Linked DNA regions of Mus musculus: region 2 is linked to region 1. A link is a contact called in public Hi-C data. All regions are on one chromosome and are shown on one strand. The core of a region is the stretch at or near the end of the contact, and the rest is flanking DNA. Distances in the headings are between cores, read along the strand shown. Region 1 overlaps Nlrp1b (NLR family, pyrin domain containing 1B). Region 2 has its middle 18 kb from the start of Gm23266.

Region 1 (4,736 bases), core at 1,297-3,796:
ACCCATGGAAGGAGTTACAGAGACAAAGTTTGGAGCTGAGATGAAAGGATGGACCATGTAGAGACTGCCATATCCAGGGATCCACCCCATAATCAGCATCCAAACGCTGACACCATTGCATACACTAGCAAGATTTTATTGAAAGGACCCAGATGTAGCTGTCTCTTGTGAGACTATGCCGGGGCCTAGCAAACACAGAAGTGGATGCTCACAGTCACCTAATGGATGGATCACAGGGCTCCCAATGGAGGAGCTAGAGAAAGTACCCAAGGAGCTAAAGGGATCTGCAACCCTATAGGTGGAACAACATTATGAACTAACCAGTACCCCGGAGCTCTTGACTCTAGCTGCATATGTATCAAAAGATAGCCTAGTCGGCCATCACTGGAAAGAGAGGCCCATTGGACTTGCAAACTTTATATGCCCCAGTACAGGGGAACGCCAGGGCCAAAAAGGGGGAGTGGGTGGGTAGGGGAGTGGGGGTGGGTGGGTATGGGGGACTTTTGGTATAGCATTGGAAATGTAAATGAGCTAAATACCTAATAAAAATGGAAAAAAAGCCCCACCCTCTGCAAGACTGTACACACCTAGAACCAAGACAGAACACAGCTTCCTTCTCTCCTAGACCTGCTGGCAGCTGCTGCCCCTCTCTCAAGTCTGTAGCTTATATCAGGTCCTGTACCAGTTTTCACTTTCTCCTCCTGATCTGTTATGGCCTAGGACTGAGCCCTCCTTCTTGCCCATCCACCTTTGGTATTATGTTGTTTTCTCAACATAAACATACAAACACACACACACACAGGTATGCTACAATTCTCTGCCCCACATATCTATGTGTGTACATACACACACAAACACATTTCTATCCCCTTTTTTCTGATGTGTGTGTGTGTGTGTGTGTGTGTGAGAGAGAGAGAGAGAGAGAGAGAGAGAGAGAGAGAGAGAGAGAGAGAGAGAGAGAATGTGTGTGTAGCAGGTAGGTAGCTGAAGGAGCAGTGATACAGACTGCAGACTGCAGATGCACTTCCTGCTATGGTCAAGGTTGACCAGACCAGAAAAGGTTTCAGTCATGTTACATTTCTGGATAAGGCCAGGGACACATGCATGGACAATATAAAGTGATCACTGCCTGACCTCTTCTACAGGAATGGGAATTATAACTTGTACTACTAAGGAGCTTATATCCATTTCTCCTAAATTTCCAGGAGCCAATCCCATGGAAATTCTGGGGACTGAAGAAGACTTCTGGGGCCCTATAGGACCTGTGGCTACTGAGGTGGTTTACAGAGAAAGGAACCTGTACCGGTGAGGAATTTCTGCCTGACAAAGGCTGGCTTTTCTCAGTCCACTTTCCATAAGGGAATCCTACAGATAGCATCTACTTATCTCTACAATTTATTCTATTTTTCTTGCCAGTACAAGAGGCTAAGCCAGGACTGGAATAAGAAGTTTGGCCTGTTGTAAAAATAGAGGTCTTTTTCTTAAATTTTTTTCAGATATTTACAAAACAGAAAAGCACAAGAACTTTCCTGAACAACTACTTAGATCCATCAAACATTTTGCAAATTTTTTGACTACTCTCAAACTTTCTTTGTCAACACTGTCACAGTATTGTAAGTCCAAGACACCATATGATTTCACCCACAATAATTTCACTATAAATTCCCCATGATTGAGATAGGACTTCATCTTCTACAACCAGCACTCTTACCACATCAACTGTGCTGACCTGAATCCATCATTTCATCTCAACAGTCTAATCATCTAATCAGATTTGCTCATTAACTGAATGGTGGTCTTCATATTTCTTCATTCCTGGTGTACATAGCATCTCTCATTTCATTACATTCTAGTTCTCCTATTCTTATATTCAACTTAAATTAAACTTAAATTTCTGTACTCTCTGCAGTCCTGCTTCACTACTGAAAACTGCCATCCAAAAACCCACTAAAGCTGAGAACATGACCATGTGTACAGTACCCCTGTCCTCTAAGAATTTTAGTCTCACGAATAATGACTGACAAAATACACAACCATGGTGTCTTCCACAACCTCTTACCCTCCTCCAACACTGTCACCATCACTGTCTCAGCTGGAGAAACTATCACTTTCAATTTCTACTTTGTCCAAGTGCCTGTCACCAAGCAGGGAGCTTTGAAAAACCAATAAAGATTTTGGTAAGGCATTGTGTTAATGCCAAGGGTTTATCACTAATATCAGCAGATAGACTTTGATTCAGAAATATACTCTTTCAGAATTTTAATACTAAAAACCAATAATGTGCCTCCCTAGTTCAGTCTTAGTCTAGTGTGCACAAGGTACTAATTTTATCCACTCAAATTCACATACACACACACACACACACAAATACACACCTATTTTATCACTGACATCACCATCAAAGGCAGAACTGACAGCTCCCTACCTGTGTTACATGTAGGTTTGTGTTACATAACTCAATACTCATAGTTCTCTAAGGTGATGTTGTCACTAACCCTATGTACAGATGAGGAAACAGTTGTGAAGTGACTAATCAGGTTTCCACATAGATGGCAGAGGAACAAAACACAGAGCCAGCTGCCTGAAGTCTGCTGTGTCCCAAGCTCTACACTGGGTCTGCACACAACGAATGAATAGTCCTGGTTTTAACTGATATATGCCTCTCCCTCTTCCAGAGTTCAATTGCCCATGGCTGGTTCCTACCACTGTCCCAGCACAAGACTCCACTTTGTAGTGACAAGGGCAGTGACAATAGAGATCGAATTCTGTGCCTGGAGCCAATTCCTGGACAAGACTCCCTTGCAGCAGAGTCACATGGTGGTTGGACCTCTGTTTGACATCAAGGCTGAGCAAGGAGCTGTGACTGCAGTGTACCTCCCTCATTTTGTGTCCCTCAAAGGTAACCAAGGAAAGCTTAAGGAAGAGGTGGTAATAATGGATGGGCTTGATAGGTCCTACATCAGAGTCCAGGATCATAGGAGATGAGGAAAAGTTTATACTAAGAATGGATGGAGGCTCATAAAGTGCCCACCCTCAATGATTTTCAAAGATACCTTCAGAAGGAATTCTGATGAACACAGGGTCCCAGTGAACAAGCTCATAAAGAAAGACATTACTGCAGCCTGTGATCATAGCACTGACAACTTATACGAATCAGGAAATTTCTGGTCTTAAACATGAAAGTCCAGCACGCCATGGTCCCCTCAAGTCCTAAGAAAAGCATGGCTACTGTTTTTGCTAGCAACCAGGGAAGTTGAAAAGATACAACACCTTCTGGGATTCTGTCTAAATTGTCACAGCACAAAGAAGGGGTAATTCTAGGATCTGGTATGAGGTCTGAGGCTGCTTAGGGAAAAGCCAGTCCCCAAACTGTCACACAGGGTACATTCTTGTGTCATGAAGTTCCATCTGAAATTATGTTCTAGCATGTTGTTGATGTAAAGAGCAACCTGCACCATGTCATCAGGAGACATTTCATTGTTTCATTTCTTGGTGATTTTCCATTCCAAAGCAAACACCTGAAAGAAAATATTTTTCTCTGTTAAACAACATTCACTGCAATACTGTTTGCTGTGATGCAATTCAGAAGCAAACTCAGGAGAAAAGAGAGGCAAACAGTGAATTACAGAGTTGTGTAGGAATCACATCAAGCTGACATGTGACATTCCTCATCATAGTTCTACCTTTTGTGAACTTGACACCCAAGCAAATCACTTTCAATGTTAACTTTCCACTTTGTCTCTAAAGTTTCAGTTTCATCTAGTCATGAAGGTTTGGAAGATCCCATTAGAACTTAATAATTCCCATAGACTAAAATCCATATCTAAACAGAGACTTGATGCAGTGTCTTAACTATGAACTCCTAGAAAATAAAAAACAAGTTACATACTTCCAATATACAAGGACAAAGAAACAGCACAGACATGTCAAGATGGAAAAATCCAAGCATAGCTAGAAATGCTCAAACCATAACAAGGCAAACTCCTTCAGCATAAGCACCAATTTCTACAGATTAGAGTCCTGCTATGGGGTTCATGGTGTCAATGACTGGACTCCAACAGACTTGGATATCTCTACCCATCCAGTTCTGCACATGAAGCACACACAGCCTCTCTCTTGGGTCATCTCTCTGCTCCTTTCCTAAAACTTTCTTCAGCAGAAAGCAATTGTGGTTCTGACTTCTCCACATCCTAGGATTTCCACTTACTCTTAGGCTTCCCTTTGAAAGGTTCATAGAAGGACCTGTCAGGACCCCCTTGAAGGATCTTTAACTCAGACACATTGCTTGGCCTCGCTGCTATCTGAATCTGTGTATCTTGTCACAATAACCCCCTCAATCTAGCAACTTTTCTGCCTCTCCCCAGAAAACTGGCAATTTCAGTTGACAGCTTAACATATAGCCTGCTCCTGTTCACACTCACCCTCCCTGGTGAAAAAAATTGATAGTGAGGAATTGGCTGTTTGTCTACTCTTGTTCAATGGACATTAATTAATAAAGTTTAAAATTTTTATGGTCACAGTTGCAGTCATTAATATCAATAAATAAGTTTAAAAGACATCCTGATCAGAGCAATTTATAGAAGGAGGAATGGGGAGAATTACAGAATCAGGGGGTTAGAGTTCATGACCATTATGACAAGAAGCAAGGCATAAAGCACAGAGGCTTGGCACTAGGACAGTTAGTCCTAATTGTTATGACGGAGACACAGGAATAAACTGGAAACAATGAGCTTTTA
Region 2 (4,736 bases), core at 1,205-3,704, 87 kb before region 1:
GAGCTGTAGCTATGTGACAGGAGCCGGAGGCCCAGGAACATGGCAAAATGCCTACTGTCCCTGTAGGGTCACAGAGGTCTCAAGCCTGTGCTCAACCAGGGACCAGGCTGCCTTTCACATCCCACTACCCCACAACCACTGGCTGGCCTCTTGAACAGGAGTGGTACTCATAATTTGTACCATTAAAGACCTTTCATCCATGCTCTCTTGTCTCTCTAGGAGACAAACACATGGAACCTCTGGGAACTGACTATGACTTCTGGGGCTCTACAGGACCTGTAGCTACTGAGGTGGTTGACAGAGAGAGAAACCTGTACCGGTGAGTCAGCTTTGTGTGGCAGAGGCTGGCTTTCCCCAGTCTACTTTCCATAGGGATCTACACAGATAGACCCCCAATGAAGTCTCTGCTGTAACTTCTCCTCCCTTCACCAATGCAGGAGATTAGGCCACAACTAAAATAGGAATTTGAGGCTGTTATAAAAATAGCGATCTTCTTCAAAAAAATTTCAAAATAAAACAGGAGACCCAGACCACAGTACTTCCCTGTCAAGTTCCTCAGATCCATCAAACACTTCCAATTTGTTTCTACTACACTCATTCTTTGTCAACACTGTCACAATATTGTGACAGTACAGCTCTCACAGTATTATATGGCCAAGATATCATATGATTTCACCCTCTATAATTTCACTAGGCATCACCCATGATTAAGATAGGAGCTAGTTTTCCACAACCAACACATTCTTACCCCATCAACTGTGCTGACCTGAGTCCTTTATTTCATCTAAACAGTCTGTGCTCAGCTTTGCTCATTATCTAAAACATGGTCTATCTGGTGATTATTTTATTCCTGATGTACACAGCATCCCTCCCCTCATTACACTCAGGTTCTCCTGTCCTTAGGTTCACCTTAAACCTCTGTACTCTCTGCACTCCTGCATCACTAACAACCATTGTGTTCCAAGAACTCCCTGGAGTTGAGAACATGACCATGCATACGGCAGCCCTGCCCTCCAAGAATTATAGTCACAAATAATGACTGACACAACCATTCTGTCTCAAACAACGTATTACCCTCCTCCAACACTGTCATAGTCATTGTCTCAACTGGAGAAACTGTTACTGCTCATTTCCTCCAACAGAATCTGGCACTTGCCTACCCAAGTATAAATAAACAGAAAGCACTGAGAAATTAGTTGAAGATCTTGGTAAATTACCACTAATATCATCAAATAGACTCTCATTATTGGGATATATATGTATATGTACATATTAAAAGCTGATGTGTACCTGATTGTTGAGCCCTTATCTAGTGTACACAAGGTCTTGGCTTATACCCCAAACTTCAAACACACACAAACACACGCTGAAAAACACACAGCTACACACCTACATACACACTCCTATTTTGTTGTTGTCATCACCTTCATCATCATCACAGGAAGAGCTGACTGCTCCCTACATGTGTTACATGGAGGTTTGCATTAGATCACTCAGTACCCACAGTTCTCATGTTATTGTCATTAACCCTATGTACAGATGAGGAAACACATTTGGGAGATTAAATGACTAATCAGGAGCCCACATAGACAGCAGAGGAAAAAATTCAGAGCCAGCTGCCTGAAGTCTGCTGTATCCTGAGCTCTACACTAGGTCTGCACACATCAGATGAGTAGTACTGGTGTTGACTGTTGCCTGCCTCTTCTTCTTCCAGAGTTCAATTGCCAATGGCTGGTTCCTACCACTCTCCCAGTACAGGACTCCACTTTGTGGTGACAAGGGCAGTGACAATTGAGATTGAATTCTGTGCCTGGAGCCAATACCTGGACAAGACTCCCTTGAAACACAGTCACATGGTGGCTGGACCTCTGTTTGATATCAAGGCTGAGCAAGGAACTGTTTCTGCAGTGTACCTTTCTCGTTTTGTGTCTCTCCAAGGTAACCAAGGGAAGACTAAGGAAGAGGATAATGGGAGGTAATAATGGGTGGACATCAGAGGGCATATAGGAACTGTAGGATGGTGGGTGATAAGTGTTTCAAGGTTTCTTTAATGAGGCAGAGATGTTTACAGAGGTGGACAATGAGATGTTTGGTCATCCCTTTTTGTCTGATGGATCTTTGTGGAAGCACATGCCTCCCAACCTCATGACTTTACTTCTGTTTTACCAGAAGGAATCCCTAATTAGACAGTGATGTCCTCAGTAGTATTATTAACTGGTGATTATCGAGTACTCTCTACAAACTATGTCCCTCAAGGTGTACTATTCCTGCTTGATTGTAAGGGTATCCTGAGGCTTGGAGGACCAGGAACCATTCAACTCTGAGGGGAGACAGTAACCCAGTGGAAGAATATCCTGAGACATGGGAGCACAGGAACCACACAACTCTGAGAGGAAGTAGCTCTGAGAGGAAGTATCCTCTGCAGAGGCATTGCAGCTCCGGGGGGTGGGGTGGATCACCACCGATGAGCTGAGTCACTCAGGATCCTCAATTCTGTTCCTTGCACAGGAACCACACAGCTCTGAGAGGAAGTATCCTCTTCAGAGGCATTGCAGCTCCAAGGGGGGGTTCACCCCCAATGAGCTGAGGCGCTCAGGATCCTCAATGCTGCTCCTTGCACAGGAACCACACAGCTCTGAGAGGAAGTATCCTCTTCAGAGGCATTGCAGCTCCAGGGGGGGGGGGGTTCACCCCCGATGAGCTGAGGCGCTCAGGGTCCTCAATTCTGCTCCTTCTCTTTGCTTCTTCTCTTCTTCTCTTCATTGCTTCTTGACTTCTTCCAACCAGAGGGTCACACCAGGCAGAAAAATCCCATGAAAGACATTTATTGGAAGGGCCAAGTTCTGGAGGGAGACAAATCCAGGGTTGGGGGTTCTCTACTCCCATGAATGGACAGCAAGGAACTAGACTATGGACAGGGCTTATATAGGATTGCTGAAGTGGTAGAGCATTCTAAGGTAGAGATTTCCAGATTAAGAATTTGTGGGATTTCTAGTCCCAAGCTTGGGTAGCTCAGGGTATGTGGGTTTTCCTGTTCATGGATTGGTAGAGTTTTATACTCCGAGATTGGTGGAGTTTTGTATGAAGGAATCTCAGGGATTGGTGGGTTTTCCTTCTCAGGAATTAGTGACTTTTATTTTCACTTCCTTTTCCCTGCATTGTGCTCATGGGTAAGGGTGGGAAGATCTTCCAGGCTGCAGCCAACTTTTGCTAAGGTAACATCACTGTGGGGCTTCTGGGGAAGGCAGGAGAGGAGGTGCTGCCACTCTGGACAGCCCCATAGATCAGGTCCTCCAGTGGAGTTTCACCAAGGCTATAAGTTAAGGCAGGAAAGAGAGTGTAGCTACAGTGGCCAGCTCCTACTCTGAGGTATCCTGGTGCCACAATTTTGACAGGAACTGCCATTTTGGACATTTTACTATAGCAGCCATAGGCTGAGGCAGGAAGGAGGGGCCTGCCGCTGCTTTGAAGAATTGTTTGCAAAGTGAGTCTTGGAAATTATAAGGAACATTTATTACTCAGGGTCAACCAACACTGTAAATCATTATACTCCTACAGGCAGGGAGAAAAGGATGTTACCACATTATATTTGAGAACTTGAATCACAAAAGAAGAGTATTCTAAGAACAGAGAGGGATCATAACGTGTTCCAAACACAGTGATCTCCAAATATTACTTCAGAAAATGATCTGATAAATACAAAGTACCCAGTGAATGATCTCATTTTTAAAAAACCATTATTACAGTCTTTGATTGCAGAACTCTGGAGGCTGAGGCAGAAGAAAATAGAATTCAAGAGCATTCCAGACCACACAGCCAGACTCTACCAACAAAAGCAATAATAACAAGAAAACCAGGAGTAGTATGAGTGGCTGGTGAGGTATAATTCCTCTCCTTCTACAAGGAGCATAATGGTGTGATCACCATAGAAACCAGTAAATCAAACTCACAAAAAAAGTAAGAAGCTGTTTGTTCATAGTATAATGATAATGAGTAACATGTGGCAGGGATGTAGGGGTGAAGCAACACACACACACACACACACACACACACACACACACAGGCACTCATGTATGCACCCCTCACCACCTGCAGTAGTTGGGAGAACAAGCCCTAGGATCATCATAGTGGGTGAGCTGGCTCTGCCCCTGACTAACCACAACACTTGGGAAAACCATCCCTGCAGCTTTCGTGGGCAGCACACTAGTGCTGGCCCTGGTCAAGGAGGTGTGGGTGAGCCAGCCCTGAGTACACAATGAGGGAGAATTAGCTTTGCCACCTATCTGCAATGAGGTAGCATGGGACAGCAGTAGAAAAAAATGACCTTTTCCCTCTTGCTCCTCACCACTTGAGGCAGTCCAGATATCTGACCAGAGAGTCATAAGAGCAAGCCCATTAGCAGGGACCATATCAAGTTCACAAGGGACATATATCTTCACATTTCTAACCACTGTCAACTTCATAGTCAAGCACATCACCTTAACTCATAACTATCTAATCTCTGTCTCTAAAATTTCAGTTTCAACTCACATGAAAAATACAATCTGCTTTCAAAGGTTCCATTAGACCTTAATAATTCCAAGAGTTTAAAAGTCTGCATCTGAATAGAGATGCAAGGCAATGACTTAACAATGGGCTCCTAGGAAATAAAAAACAAGTTTCATACTTCCAACATACAATGGCACAGAATAAACACTGACATTCCAACCTGGAAGAATTGCAGCATAGCAAAGAAT

The links. Hi-C and Micro-C count contacts between places; a contact is called where the count stands out from the background.
Region 2: a Hi-C map of erythroblasts shows a contact between it and region 1, with 2.3 times the contacts expected there. The contact joins two enhancer-like sites. A contact is called at or near these places in 16 of 484 Hi-C or Micro-C datasets (the C2C12 cell line, brain, embryonic stem cells and 13 more) and 6 of 115 datasets of contacts at active chromatin or transcription factors (embryonic stem cells, epiblast stem cells, microglia and 1 more).

Annotation. Positions count from the first base shown.
Region 1 is chr11:71,162,136-71,166,871 of GRCm38.p6, reverse strand. It overlaps Nlrp1b (NLR family, pyrin domain containing 1B), which reads left to right. Exons shown (of 14, transcript NM_001162414.1): 7 at 1,206-1,305; 8 at 2,676-2,899. Among named protein-coding and RNA genes, the nearest start is that of Nlrp1a, 20 kb to the right of the region's middle. Within about 2 kb of position 2,546, at least 14 of the 459 cell types and tissues checked have an H3K27ac peak or open chromatin away from gene starts, as enhancers often do. A contact at or near this core is called in erythroblasts, where this site is marked.
Region 2 is chr11:71,249,324-71,254,059 of GRCm38.p6, reverse strand. It overlaps the pseudogene Nlrp1c-ps. Among named protein-coding and RNA genes, the nearest start is that of Gm23266, 18 kb to the right of the region's middle. Within about 2 kb of position 2,454, at least 60 of the 459 cell types and tissues checked have an H3K27ac peak or open chromatin away from gene starts, as enhancers often do. A contact at or near this core is called in erythroblasts, where this site is marked.